3 separate regions of the Mus musculus genome follow, and regions 2 and 3 are each linked to region 1. Evidence: chromatin contacts called from public Hi-C data. All regions are on one chromosome and are shown on one strand. The core of a region is the stretch at or near the end of the contact, and the rest is flanking DNA. Distances in the headings are between cores, read along the strand shown.

The links. Hi-C and Micro-C count contacts between places; a contact is called where the count stands out from the background.
Region 2: a Hi-C map of adipose-derived mesenchymal stem cells shows a contact between it and region 1, with 1.8 times the contacts expected there. The contact joins two enhancer-like sites. A contact is called at or near these places in 1 of 484 Hi-C or Micro-C datasets (adipose-derived mesenchymal stem cells), 1 of 115 datasets of contacts at active chromatin or transcription factors (embryonic basal ganglia) and 1 of 9 other capture datasets (embryonic stem cells).
Region 3: a Hi-C map of bone marrow-derived macrophages shows a contact between it and region 1, with 7 read pairs. The contact joins two enhancer-like sites. A contact is called at or near these places in 4 of 484 Hi-C or Micro-C datasets (the HL-1 cell line, bone marrow-derived macrophages, cardiomyocytes and 1 more), 2 of 115 datasets of contacts at active chromatin or transcription factors (astrocytes and bone marrow-derived macrophages) and 3 of 9 other capture datasets (embryonic stem cells, embryonic tail and embryonic trunk).

Annotation. Positions count from the first base shown.
Region 1 is chr6:6,691,352-6,695,895 of GRCm38.p6, forward strand. No RefSeq gene overlaps it. Among named protein-coding and RNA genes, the nearest start is that of Gm20618, 11 kb to the left of the region's middle. Within about 2 kb of position 1,325, at least 17 of the 459 cell types and tissues checked have an H3K27ac peak or open chromatin away from gene starts, as enhancers often do. A contact at or near this core is called in adipose-derived mesenchymal stem cells and bone marrow-derived macrophages, where this site is marked.
Region 2 is chr6:6,119,322-6,123,546 of GRCm38.p6, forward strand. The region is part of intron 5 of Slc25a13 (solute carrier family 25 (mitochondrial carrier, adenine nucleotide translocator), member 13); the gene reads right to left. Among named protein-coding and RNA genes, the nearest start is that of Slc25a13, 96 kb to the right of the region's middle. Within about 2 kb of position 1,725, at least 8 of the 459 cell types and tissues checked have an H3K27ac peak or open chromatin away from gene starts, as enhancers often do. A contact at or near this core is called in adipose-derived mesenchymal stem cells, where this site is marked.
Region 3 is chr6:6,004,080-6,008,676 of GRCm38.p6, forward strand. It overlaps Dync1i1 (dynein cytoplasmic 1 intermediate chain 1), which reads left to right. Exons shown (of 17, transcript NM_010063.4): 15 at 2,191-2,331. Among named protein-coding and RNA genes, the nearest start is that of 1700019G24Rik, 29 kb to the left of the region's middle. Within about 2 kb of position 1,767, at least 97 of the 459 cell types and tissues checked have an H3K27ac peak or open chromatin away from gene starts, as enhancers often do. A contact at or near this core is called in bone marrow-derived macrophages, where this site is marked.

The DNA of each region.
Region 1 (4,544 bases), core at 75-2,574:
TTCCAGAAAAAGACCTTGCCTCTTGAGAAGGTGCAGCCACTGTTGAGTCCTAAGCAGTGGGAGAACCACAAGCAGAAGAAGATCGAGCTGGAGTAATTAAGTCACACGGCTAATTAGAGGCTCTTGAAGCTGGAGTGAATGAAGGGAAGGAAGAATAAAGGTGAGGCAAGCCAAACCTTCCTGACAAATTGCCCGCCTGAAGCAGAGAGGCGTGAAGCTCTGCCAAAGAGAACCATAACTGGAAGGTTTCAGGCACCCAGAAAGGATAGAGAATTCCTATTGTGTGGAGGTGAGAAGGGAGGCTGGACATGCAAGAGATTTCTCTTTAACTCCTCTCTGGCATTCTTTAAGGAGTTCTCTTTGTTCATTCGGCTACTGGGATAAACCACTTCAGCGACTGGTTTTTGGTTTTGTTTTGTTTTGTTTTTAAGAAAACAAGACAAAGCAAGCAAACAAACAAACACCCAAAATGGCAATAGCCATCAATGGCCCCTGACTTAATTCTGATATTTCAGCTTTACAATACTGAATCACGTTCAATGGAAGGGATGCTTTGAGGCTGGATTTCGTACAGTGTCATAGGCTACTCAGAGGTGGTACAATAGCCTCCTTCATGCTGTGCAGGGGCATCAAGCCACAATTCTCACAGCTCTTAGACAATTCTGAGGGGAAACAGCCAACATTCTGTAGTAGACTGCATTGCTAAGCCAATATATTAGGTAGGATAAGTACGCTAAATGCAATTAATGGTACAACTTATTTATCAGGAGCATAGATATGTAGCTGTGCTGGTCCCATAAGTGAAGTGCCATCATTTGCCTAAAGCTTGATCTGCACATAGAAACAAGAAGGAAATATTTAGCCTTGCTCAGGCTATGACTTCATTTCCTCAGAATAGAAGATGATGCATCACATGTCCCCTTCAGAGATGATTCTCGGTTGTTCCGAGTTCGTACTGTCTCCTGGAATAGAGATGTCTGCTGGTATTGAGTCAGACCCTAGCCCTCAGCTCTTTATCTCTCCTCCTCAAACCACAAAGATGTTACATGCTTAACTCAAGGGATTTTACTTCCACTTATGAAAATAATGCAAACTCTAATAGTGGGCACAACTCGCTACATGGCCTTACTGTGTTCTGCCAAAGCAGGTTGGAAACCCCACCCAGCCCTGTTACATGCATCATAAATAAAAGTCCCCTGAGCCTGTTTTCACGTGCATGATTCAGATTGCAAATGACAATTTTAGCTTGAAATTCCCCTGAAGATATCCAGAAGTAAAACTAAGCCATCGATATGCCTAAGCCATATGGTGATAGAAATCTAAATACTACAGATATGTGTATACAAAAAAATTTTTTTTGGTTAGGGGTGGTGGCTTAAGTACACCACATAGGGTGGTGGAACTAGCTAAGAGCGTAAGGGCAATGTGGTCTACATAGCTAGTTCCAGGTCAGTCAGGGCTACACAGTAAAACCCCTGTCTCAGAAAAATCGTTTGGAATATTTTTATCATTAAAAGTTAGAAAGCCAACTATGATGTCATAGACATGCAACCCCAGTGTTTGGAAGTGAAAGCAGAAGGATCATGAGTTTGGGCCAACCTGGGCTTAAATTAAGAAACATGAACGGGTGTGGCTGGGTATTTCACTCCCAGTGCAATGTTTGTCTGTGTGTTAGACTCCAAGTTCCATCAATAGGACTGGAAAATAACCTAAATGTCAATCAGTAAGGTAATAGTTAACGAAAATAATAAGGAATGTATACTCTGAGTCATACATATTTTATAATAAGTTAAGAGAAGCATGTGTGGCAGATATAGAAAAATCACTAATACATAAATAAAAAACAAATTACAAAACAACACACTCTGCATGTGCACTATTTTTAGATAATTTAAATTGAGGTCATCAAAATTAAGCATTGTAGACAGGAATATGCAATCATAAGTGGATTATAAAAAGTCTGAAAGAATATTTCCTACAGTTGAGGCAAAAATGAGACAGGGATCAGGGCAACAGGCTTATTTTGTTGTTGTTCTTTTGATAACAGGAGCTTTAAAGAACAATGAACATGGGCTGTAGAGACAGCTCAGCTATTAAGTACGCTTGCTACTCTGACAGAGTACCAGGTTCTGTTCCTAACACCCACCTGGTGATTCACAATCATTCATTACTCTAGTTCCAGGGGGCTCCAGCACCCACTTCTCACATCTGTGGTCACCAGACATGCATCTGAGAAAAACACACACACATAAAATAAATAAATCTAGGGAAAAAAAATGAACATTTTATTCTATTACTTGCTTATATAAAAATTAAAGATTATTGGCAGCACTTTAAAAGTTCCTTACCTGTGATATATCTTAATTTCTTTTGTCTTGTCTCATGCCATTTGTTCTCTTCGTTTTCCAAACTTACATGCTTTCTGTCCTATAGGCAAATCAAGTCTCACTCTGGGGCCTTCGAAGTACATTCACCTGGGTGCTGTGGCTCCCGACTCCTCTCCCCATGCAAGCAGGCCAACTGCTTACCCACTAAGCCACTCCCCCCAGCTCTCAACTTTCTGTGAATTACTAAAATAGATGAAAAAAATATCCTATGGCATCAACATCTCCTTAAAACACCTTAGTATTTTATATAAGCTCTATTCATCACCCCCATGTACCTGGGATGGAGTCTCAGGGATTTCTTCCTGGAGTTTACTTCTCAATAAAACATCATAAACTACCAGTGGTGCTGGGTTCCAAGTGTGTGTTTGGACACCAACCACATCAGGAACCTTTTCGGTAGGGTTGTTTATGGAATATTCTGTTTAGACAAGGGCCAGCCATCTGTAAATGTTCTTAAACTAAGTTATCATAGACTACTTTGCTTTGTCATTTCAGTCACCAAGCTTAAAGAAGCAGGGAGTCTCCTAAGCTAAAATAGATAGATAGATAGATAGATAGATAGATAGATAGATAGATAGATAGATAGATAGACGGTTGCTTATACTTTGTAATTCCTTTAGCTTATGATTGTTTGTGCTCCCATAAAGTTTTGGCTTCTCTCTCTCTCTCTCTCTCTCTCTCTCTCTCTCTCTCTCTCTCTCTCTCTCTCTCTCTCTCTTCCCCCCACCCCACCCCGGTCTCCCAAAATCCTCACAAGAAACTAACATCTGGAGTCAATTGACTACATTTCAAGCAGCCTCCATTGCAATATGCAATAACTGTCCACCTCCGTGTGTACTGTGTGACTGATAAGGCGATGTCTTGTTCTCCACCCCTACATTTCTCTCTCATCTCCTCTTCTTTTCTCTGCTAGTAAAATATTTAGTATGGATAGAAGTCTTCATCTATAAAGCGTCTCATCTTATGTCCAGGATTACCTAAAATTGTCAGTGCTCTCCAACAATCCAGCTTCCCTGTGATGTAAACGGACTTGTCTTGAACACTGTCATCCACGCATAAAAAAGAAACAAGACAAAACAAAATAAGCTCTATTCACACGTGCTCCTCATTTGGTTCTTCTCACTTTATTTATTTATTTTTTTATTGGTACCTCCTCTCTTCAGTCCTATCTATCTACCCACCTGGTACCTCCTCTTTTCAGTCCTATCTACCCACCTGTGCAGGGCATCACAAACTCTGCTTGCGTTTGCAAATCATGAGGCCTGTAGCTTCTTCTGTCCTCTCAGGTCCCCATTGAGCTGTATTTGTTTCCATGGCTTGCTTGCCTTTGTGAACTCTCTTAAGACTTCTAAACCATGCAGATTGCTGTAGGCCCTGAAAGGTGATACAGGGTACTCAAAGACGGTAAAATAAGAAGTTTGGCCTGTCAACGTTTTCAGAATATCTGATCATCTGGGCTTCCTAATATCTGCAGCCAGATGCTTCTAATCATAGACTTGAGGATGGTTTGCCAACATGATTATATCCTAAATTTCAGTACTAGTTGTGAAACAATGTACCTATAACAAATTACTCCTGTTGATGCTTTCTGCATTGGATGCTAGTCCATTTGAGAATTTAAACTCAGATATATCATCCCATTAGTATTGCTGACATTTATTCCCACCCCCAAACCTTCCATTTCATTTATATGTGAATTTAACACAGGTGCAGACTCTGGCTTAACATGAGGGAGCAATTTTCTGATTCATTCCTTTAAGACCCTGAGGGAAACAGAGAACAAGATGCACCAAGGTAATGCCGCATTGTTAAAAATTAGCTTGTTTTTCTGCTAAGGCAAGAATATACGTTCAGTGTTTAGACATGGGAACCAGGCCTCAGAGACAGCTCCCATCTTCATCACAATGGGGAAGCATTTTTAGAACTCAGGTTGAAACAGGGCTTATAAAGAACATAGATTTAAAAGATGGTTGGTTTTTTCATGTCTTCTTCTGTTGTTCTTTCAATTCTATTAAAAAAAAAAAAAGGATGTAACAGCGATGTAACAGCTAAAGGAGAGTGGTCACATCTCCTCCCCATGTATACTACTCTACAAAAGGCTTTCTTTTTCTTAGATGAGATAGCATGCTATAACACAGTTTTTATAATAATGTATAA
Region 2 (4,225 bases), core at 475-2,974, 570 kb before region 1:
ACTGTCAGTCTCTGACCACAGCAGTCCGCCTCGCATGCATCCTGCCACCTTTCAAAGTCCCAGATCCAGCCTCCTCTTTCCTCAGTGGACAGATGCAGTGGTCTGAATCACCGAGACTGATCTCCGACGGAAGGTGCTCAGGATCCTGGGGGAAGCACTCAGGGCAACATCTCTGCCATACAGACGCTTTATACAACTGGAAAACTCATCTTGGCCTCTGCACTAAACATCAGCACCCTGTCATGTGGTTCCGGAGATGAGCATGTTTGGAGATTCCCCCTTACATCAGAAATAGAGGTGACACTGTTGGCTTTCCTGCCTCTGCCATGGATGAAGTGACACATTCTGCCTATGTCTTTCCCAAGCTGTGCTGTCATCATTCTAGGACATACAACGGACACTCTGTGCCACAGACATTATCAATGACAGGCAGTCCGGAAAGCCAACTGAATGAACAAATCAGGACCTATTCAACAAAAATGGAGTTGTCTATCCAAGAACCTCCAATTCAAGAGGAAAAAAGACTAACTGCTCAAGACACATAGTGATAAAATGACCTCAGTAGGTATTCCATTGCAAGCAAAGACCATAGTAGGTATTCAATTGAACGGAGATGAAGGGGCACCGTTCTCAGACACACTGTCAGTGCTGTAGAAAGCCAAGGTTGCCCTGAGCAACAGCAGAGGTGCTCTGTGGGTATTTTCTATTTTCCTAGTTAGAACTCAGTCTTTAGGATCCAGAAGCAGCTTCATATGGCACAGCCAACCCTTCTCCTCACACAGCAGAAACCCAGCACATGAAGACCAGACTGTCTGAAATGGCAAAGGGAAAAATAGATACCAAAGGTTGTAGAAGGCCCATGACGGCCACACCAAAAAAGAGGTGGTGTGTTTGTGGTGGGAACATATCTGTGAAGAGGATATTGTTTCCTTTGCTGACTGCATAGTCTCAATAGGAGAGTTGGCAGTAGGGATCCTACAAACAGGCAACAAAACAAAACAAAAATTAAAACAAAAAATAAACAAAACAACAAAAACAGCTCCTTTAATCCTGATGATGAGAAAATTGAGAGCTCATTTTTTAACAACTCCTAAAAACTGGAGACATTAAAATTCCATGCTTGAAATTGAAGCTATACCCGTGAAGATGGTTTTGGCTGGTTCTTCTATGTAAGCTACATCACTAAAATCAGGGCCTGCTCCCACCCCAGCACGTGAGGGCAGGTCCTGACGTGGAACCTAGGCTTGACCAGCCTTGACTCCTCGGAATCGTCTTCCCTTAGGTAGTGCCATCGGATGCAGCACACAGGTCATAAGCATTAACCTTACGCCATCCAGGGAGGGAGCTGAGGTCCCCCTGCCAGGGGCAGCAGAGCTGGAACTCAAGTCCGGGTGTTCCTTACACACACACACACACACACACACACACACACACACACACACACACACACACAAAGTGCCTGCTTGCTACCTGACCATGGTGCACAGGAAGCCCTGGAAAACCTACATTAGGGAACTTGACCAAAACTACACCTGATACTTGGCCATCTAAAAACTATAAGAATTTTATTTTATGTTACTCTATGTATTTATTTAAGCCTGGGCTGGGCTCAAACTCTCTGCATAGCCAAGAATGACCTTAACCTTCCTTTCCAGTTCCTCCTCCTGCTGAGTACTGAGATTATGAGCATGTGTCATCAGACCCAGTTTATGACCATGCTGACTGGGCGAGGGCCTCGTGCCTGTTAGCTAAGCCTCTACCAAGTGAGCTGCATCCCCGGGCAGGCTTCTGTATTACTCTGCATGCTCTAGATTTTGTCTGTGCCTGGTTTTGTGAGAGAATATGATAACATTCCTGAGTTTCCTTTGAGGCAAAAACCGATGTGTCCAGAACTCTTGGATCTCCTCACTGATCATCACAGGGCGTGCAGTCAACACAAGGTGATTCTTCCCTCAGGTTCTCCTTTCAGCCCTAAGAGCCCTGAACGGGGTAGGAGGTGGGAGTCAGGGATGGCGGTGTGGAGGTGGGCGAGGGTGGGGAAGCCGTAGAGCGAAATGTACAGAGAACTCTGCAAATGTTAAAATCAATGGTGTGCTAGCTTCGAAATGAAGACTGGGCTTAGTGCCCACGATACAGCGGCTTAAATCCCTCGACACTATCTCTATAGCTACTAAAGAGTATCGAACACAGCTATCTGTAAGGGCCACCAAGAGGTTGGTGCTTCCTATGTGTGTGGCACAAGGGACAAAAGTGCGAAGGAGAACACAGGTGATAACACTCATTTCCTAAGGGAAGGGAACAATGGGAGAACTGTCATTATAATAAAGTATTTACAGCTTAACAGACTGGCAGGTTAAAGAGCCAGGGAAGGAGCTAAGTCACCTTTCTGTATTTCTTTTAAAAAGAGAATCAATGGGAAGAAGATACTGGGGTAGGCTGCAGCATAATACACTGCTCTCTCACTTATAAAACTATTGAGTGATGAAACATCTCCCACAAGCAAGTGTCACTGGTAACACTTTAACTCTGGGCAAAGGGACACCTGTCACACATTTCACTTTCCGTTGATGGAGGGGAGTGGCAGCCCCAATGACAGAAGACTGTAATGCACCATGACACTATGTGGCGGAGCTCAGCTGAGCTAGCTGGCGTCTTAGGCCCCAAGGCTTTTTCAGACACTTGGTAAGTGGTAGCTCTGATTTCTGTCAGGTGAAGGGCTAAAACACCTGTAAAGTCCTTTCTAATCCAGAACTGCTGAGTCATGAGAACCAGTCATAGGCACAGGATGATGGACACACGGACATAGAGACACATGGACAGGGCAGAGAATCACAGTAGCAGCTCAACCCTAACCATTTACTGCTGGACTAAGGTTGAGGTAGGGTTTGATTGAAGCCTGTAATAACTCGTCTTCATTTTACAGAAAGACACATGAAGCGGAGCACAGGGGTGGGAGGGCAGTTGACTCAAAGTCACACAGCAGCTGAGCTGAGACGCACACTGAGGACGGTGTGACTCCAAACTGCGAGTCCTCATGGCTGGGCTACTCTGCTCTGGGAGGATCACAGTGGGATCATAAGCTGACTTGGACCCTTGTTAGCTTAGAAAAAAGAATTTCAGAAGAGCTTGAGGTGAGCTTTTGAGTGAGCTTTGACACAGCCCTGTTGGAAAAGTGATTTTTACTCATCCCAAAATTCTCTCTCTCTCTCTCTCTCTCTCTCTCTCTCTCTCTCTCTCTCTCACACACACACACACACACACACACACAAAATGGGGAGACGCTATTATGATAATTCGGATGCTAAAAAAGTGAAGCAGGCTCTATCTCTAGAGAATTCTCACCTAGGATGACAGGGAGAAAGAAGACCCCAGCACAGATTAAAAATACTTTCATCTGTGAGAGAGATGCAATGGGTGGCCATAATGAGAAACAGAGTGGACACTTTATGTTAAAAACAAAAGTTAAGCTCTCTATAAAAGGAACACCGAAAGTCCCTGGGAAAGTCATATGGGCTGTAAGTCAGGAGAAATAGAAGGTAAACCTTGTGCTGAGGGCTTTGCCCTCTCAAACTCTCAATACCTGATACTGTAGACGCCATGACTTTCATTCTACATATGGAAACACGAAGTATAGTGCTCGACGCTAAGTCAGGCCCTGGGGTCTGGTGTGTGTGTGTGTGTGTGTGTGTGTGTGTGTGTGTGTGTGCATGTGTGCGTGTGTGTGTGCGCATGAGCGCGTGTCTATCTGTCTGTCTGTCTTTTGCTATGTAGTGTCAAGCTACTCTAAAACTTAGAATCCTCCTGTTTCTGCCTGTGTGCTAAGGTGTCAGACGTATGCTAACACCACTTGACTGGGAGCCACACTCTTTTTTTTTTTTTTCCCCCTTTTTTTGGTTTTTTCGAGACAGGGTTTCTCTGTGTAGCCCTGGCTGTCCTGGAACTCACTTTGTAGACCAGGCTGGCCTCGAACTCAGAAATCCGCCTGTCTCTGCCTCTGGGATTAAAGGTGTGCTCCACCACTGCCCGGCTGGGAGCCACAGTCTTGATAAGCAATTGGCTGTTTGTTTTGAAAGGATGTCTATGAAAGAAAGAAAGAAAGAAAGAAAGAAAGAAAGAAAGAAAGAAAGAAAGGAAGGAAGGAAGGAAGGAAGGAAGGAAGGAAGGAAGAAAGAAAGAAAGAAAGAAAGAAAGAAAGAAAGAAAGAAAGAAAGAAAGAAAACTAGAA
Region 3 (4,597 bases), core at 517-3,016, 690 kb before region 1:
TAATTGATCAAAACAATAATGGCATGTGTGTTGTGTGTTTGTTGTATGATTGCATGTGTGCCCATATCCTCAGCTCTGTGCGCTTAGATGAACTATTGACTGAGTGAGAAAGAATACAAAGAATCACCTCTTTAAATCACACGTCTTTAGCTGTTAATGACTAAAAGAAATATGTTGCATTCTCTATTAGTGGCCAGTTAGGTATAAAATCAAGAGTCTGTGGTGACATTCTTTTTTAAACAAAGAGTCAGATTGTAATATACACGATGGTCAGTGAGAAACACCAGCTATTTCGTACTTTCTTTTGGATAAATAAGGCAAAATGATACAATCATGCTATCAGGTAATAATTTGATACTTGGATTGTCTAAAAAAGTATGAATTATCTAATATAAACAATGAGAAGAAGGCATAAGCAGTAGCTGATAAACAAATAATTTTGGTTTCTAGTCATATGACAGAAATGAGATTTAAAACATGTTTATCTAGAAATTACAGAATAATAATATTACATCACTATAAAACAAATGTTTAGTTTGTTCCTTCTTGGTGTTTCAATGGTGGGTATTTTTTTCAAATTATATTTCCTCAGAAATACTTTTGAAGTTAAAAATATGACGCATCTATCTCTTTAAAAAACATCACACACAAACTCACACACACTCAAACACAAATACACACACACACACACACACTAGTTTATCTACAATCTGTGCTGCCCTAATCTATCTAAACTTTGTTTGCATCAAACCAGTTACTTTTACGCGTCAAGGAAATGCAAATAATGGAAGTTACAGTCACTCCCCTAACACGTCGGTGCATTCGGTTTCAGTTTAAGAACTGTGGGTTTGCACTGATTCTCGCCGCTCTAATCTCAGCCCATGTACTGTGGGCATCTCGCATTCACAAGCAGCACACATTGGCAGTTCTCGCTGATAACTTGGAGCGGATTCCCTACAGATGAGTTCTTTGAATATCCAAGGCAGAAAGGATTTGATTGTTACATTGTATGTTATCTTTTCTTGATCTTAAGGCCCTGGCCTGTGTAGACATTCCACAGAGCCTGAGAAGAGAGTGCAGACAGCTGACTGGAGGAAGAAGACAAAAATTCCCATTGTTTAGATTTCTGTCAGAGGATATAAGAATAGTTAATTTCTTTTATCTCTAGGGCTTTCATTATCATTTAAATTTCATTTTACATTAATTGATCAGGGATTAGTAAAGCCATTATGCAGAAATTAGAATAAGACAAGCCAGATGGAATGAATAATTCATAAAGTCCAATTACGTTTTATTTCTGGTGTACTTTCAAACTTGCCTCTGACTTCTGTGCTATTTTGATGTGACAATATTCGCTGGAAATCAAGTGTGCCATTTTAATTTATTATATCCCTCTGGAGTGGAGGCATTTGTATGCAGTGGAAAAATGCTCTGTGTTTCCCCTCAGAACATCAACTGTAGGGGTCTTGGAAATCCTTGGTGATTTAGAAAGGAAGTCATATTTTCTGTGTAAGTTCAGAGGTTCTAGAATGAGCCACATTGCTCCACTTGGTTCTGGCGAACTAACCCCATACAGGGAGGCTAAGGTCTTGAGTGGAGAGATTTCCACTTTTCTGTAAGAGCGCAAACCCGCATTTAAAGGTATTTGTCTCCTTCCCTCGCCGCACAAAAAGAGTTAAAATATGAATTTGGCCTGCAGTTGGACTGGAAGAAGCCATCGTTGCTGCAGCGACAAGGGAGGTCCACGAGGTGGCAGACGTTGCCTTCGGTGCAGAGCCAGGGTCGCCAGGGACCGCCCGGGCTTCGGAGCATGCCAGCAGGTCCAAGCCCCTCAGCCCACTGCTGGGTTCAGGCTCCCGCGACCTGCATGCACAGCTTGGCCTGGCAAGAATTCCGAGCTAATGGCAGTCGCGTCCACCTGTCTGGAATGTCGCTTACAACTGTGTCTGAAACCGCCTCGCTCCGCGGGTCCCGGCCCCGGCCCATTCAAAGTACACCCCACCCCCGGGGATTTATTTATGCCACTGGACAGTTGTAGTCACATTAAAGCTCCGGTTCACCTTCTCGAGGACTTTCATCTCGGGAAGTTTTATGACACTTGGTGAATGTGCAAAGTTTTTAATTAGGCTCTCTAGACAGCCCGAGGCGGCGGCAGCGCCACTAAGTCTTCACGGTCTCTCTGCTTTACAGCACAACAAGCCGCTCTACTCCTTTGAAGACAATGCAGACTATGTGTACGATGTCATGTGGTCCCCCGTGCATCCCGCGCTCTTTGCCTGCGTGGACGGGATGGGGCGCTTGGACCTCTGGAACCTCAACAGTGACACCGAGGTGAGCGACAGGCGCCCGGGCCCAGGGATGGGAAAGGGGGACCCGGGTCACTCTGCAGTCTGGTCCTTCGTGGGGGGGGGGGGAGCCTTTTGTGGACAGACCCTACAATTGCCTCTGGGTACAGTCCATTGCCCCCACTCTCAACCCCCAATTCTTGACTTCCCAGAAGGGAACCAACAGATGCATTGGCCAAAACTCCATGTCACTTCATCCCTAAACTGTACCAGATCTTAGACAGTTAACGACTCTGCCCCACACACATCTTTTCCCCCAACAGCACAAAGTGTGTTCACACTTTTCCCTAAGGGGAAGGACACATCGTGTTGAAATAACTTTATTGGCAGAGACTTGGAAAAGTAAGCTTTTGTGGGTGCTGTTTTTAGACTGGATTATTGAAATGAGGTTACTCTGTCAACGCTGGCTATTTGTACAATTTCTGTTTCGACTCCATTGAAGATGGTTCTCTACACTGCTTTCTGTTTAGTTCTACCATCCATTTGATTTATTGCTATGGAAATATTCCTTGTCTACAATATTGAACTCAAAGGCCATAGTGTCTAAGTTTATACATGTATGCAAAACTCAATTCGTCTTTAAAATGGGATTTTAACGTGTCACATTTAAAGTCATTCACAAGATAAAATAGGCATCTATTTAAAAAAAAAACAGTTGATAACAAAATGAATATTTTTGAGGATGTCATCTGCTTTGTTCCTCTTCTTTCAATCCCTCAAAAGTATCGAGGGCCTAACTCAGGGCCTTGGGAATGATGTTGTTGCCAGGGACCGTGTTACATGACTATTTTATGTCCTAAAATGGCCTCTGCATCATTTCTTGGTTTTTGGTTCCGGTACAAATACCCAGGTAAAGATTCCATGGGACAAGGTATATATATATGTCAAGTAAAGCAGGCCTTTTGAAGTTCTTGGCGCAGGAAGCCATTCAGCCTTTGTAATTAAGGATCCTAAGGCTGGAGGACATGAAGGAGAAGCACAGAAGGCTAGGACTTTTTGTGGGAGGGGACAGGGGAATTTCCTTTGGGTGGTGTTGTGTCTGGGTACCTATAAGTGCACAGTTACCTGTGACTATCACCAGACAAATGTGTTTCTATCGCGGCCATTTTTCCTTTTACCTCCAAGAACTATGGGAAAAGAAAGTTACGTAATGAACTATGTTTGAAAATGATCAGAAGGCACGAGTGAGATGCCCATCACTGAGATGTTTATAGCATCACTGCATTTAAGAGTAAGATGCTATTACCTTACCTTGTAATGCTTTCCCAAAGTCTTTCATCACTGTTGATTAAAATCATATTGCTTCTATTTGCTAGAAGAAACTCACTCAAAGCAAATTAAAAAAAAAAAAAACAAAAACAAAAACCTCTTTCCAGATTGACTCGGGAGTGTGCTATATCAGAAAGCAGGCCTGGCTGGGATGCTTCCATGACACCCGGCTCCAAAGTGTACAAAGGGATGTAGTGGCCCACAACCTACTTAATAACTTCCACCTCTCGATCTCTCTCCTCTCTCCATAAAAGGAAAGCTATATCTTGACACTGGCTTTTCTTTCTATAGGTATCAAAGAGAGAAACTCAGGGAAGTTTTGTGCTTAACATTTAAAAACTCATGGTTGGTCATACATACAGTTGAGTCCAGGACCTCACAGTTACAAACTTTTTTTTTTTTAGATTTAAGTGAGATTAGGAAATAGATTTTTAAAAGACAGAGAGAGCCTATATTCCCCATCTGCTTTGTTGTTCTTGAAATTATTGTAGTTTTAAACCAAATTGTCACCTCCACCCCCACCCCTCGGCGAAAATGGCTATTTACCCTTGATGCAAGCGACTCTTACTGCTTAGTAATTTATGCTATATACATCTTGTATTTGCAATTAAAATGACTGTGCCATAAAAACATGAGAATACTTATGAAATCAAAGTTGGAAGTAAGGCACATGCAAAGAGCGTGCAGATTATTTTAATACAGATTTCCGCATTTGAGCTTCAAATGCCACAAATTATTACAGATATATTTTCCTTCATGTACTCATTAATTTTTAGCATATAAAATATGATAGCATGTTTTATATTTTGTATAATAGCTATGAAAAGAAAGCATTTTGGATAATCTTTCAAAACTCACTTCAGTTACATTATTTACATTTCAAGTAAACTAATTTTTTTAGAAGCACGTTAGACATTGTTTTAACTACATGAGAAGGTCAGGGTTTTTTAAATTAATTTTTTAGCTGTGTTCCTATGAAGATT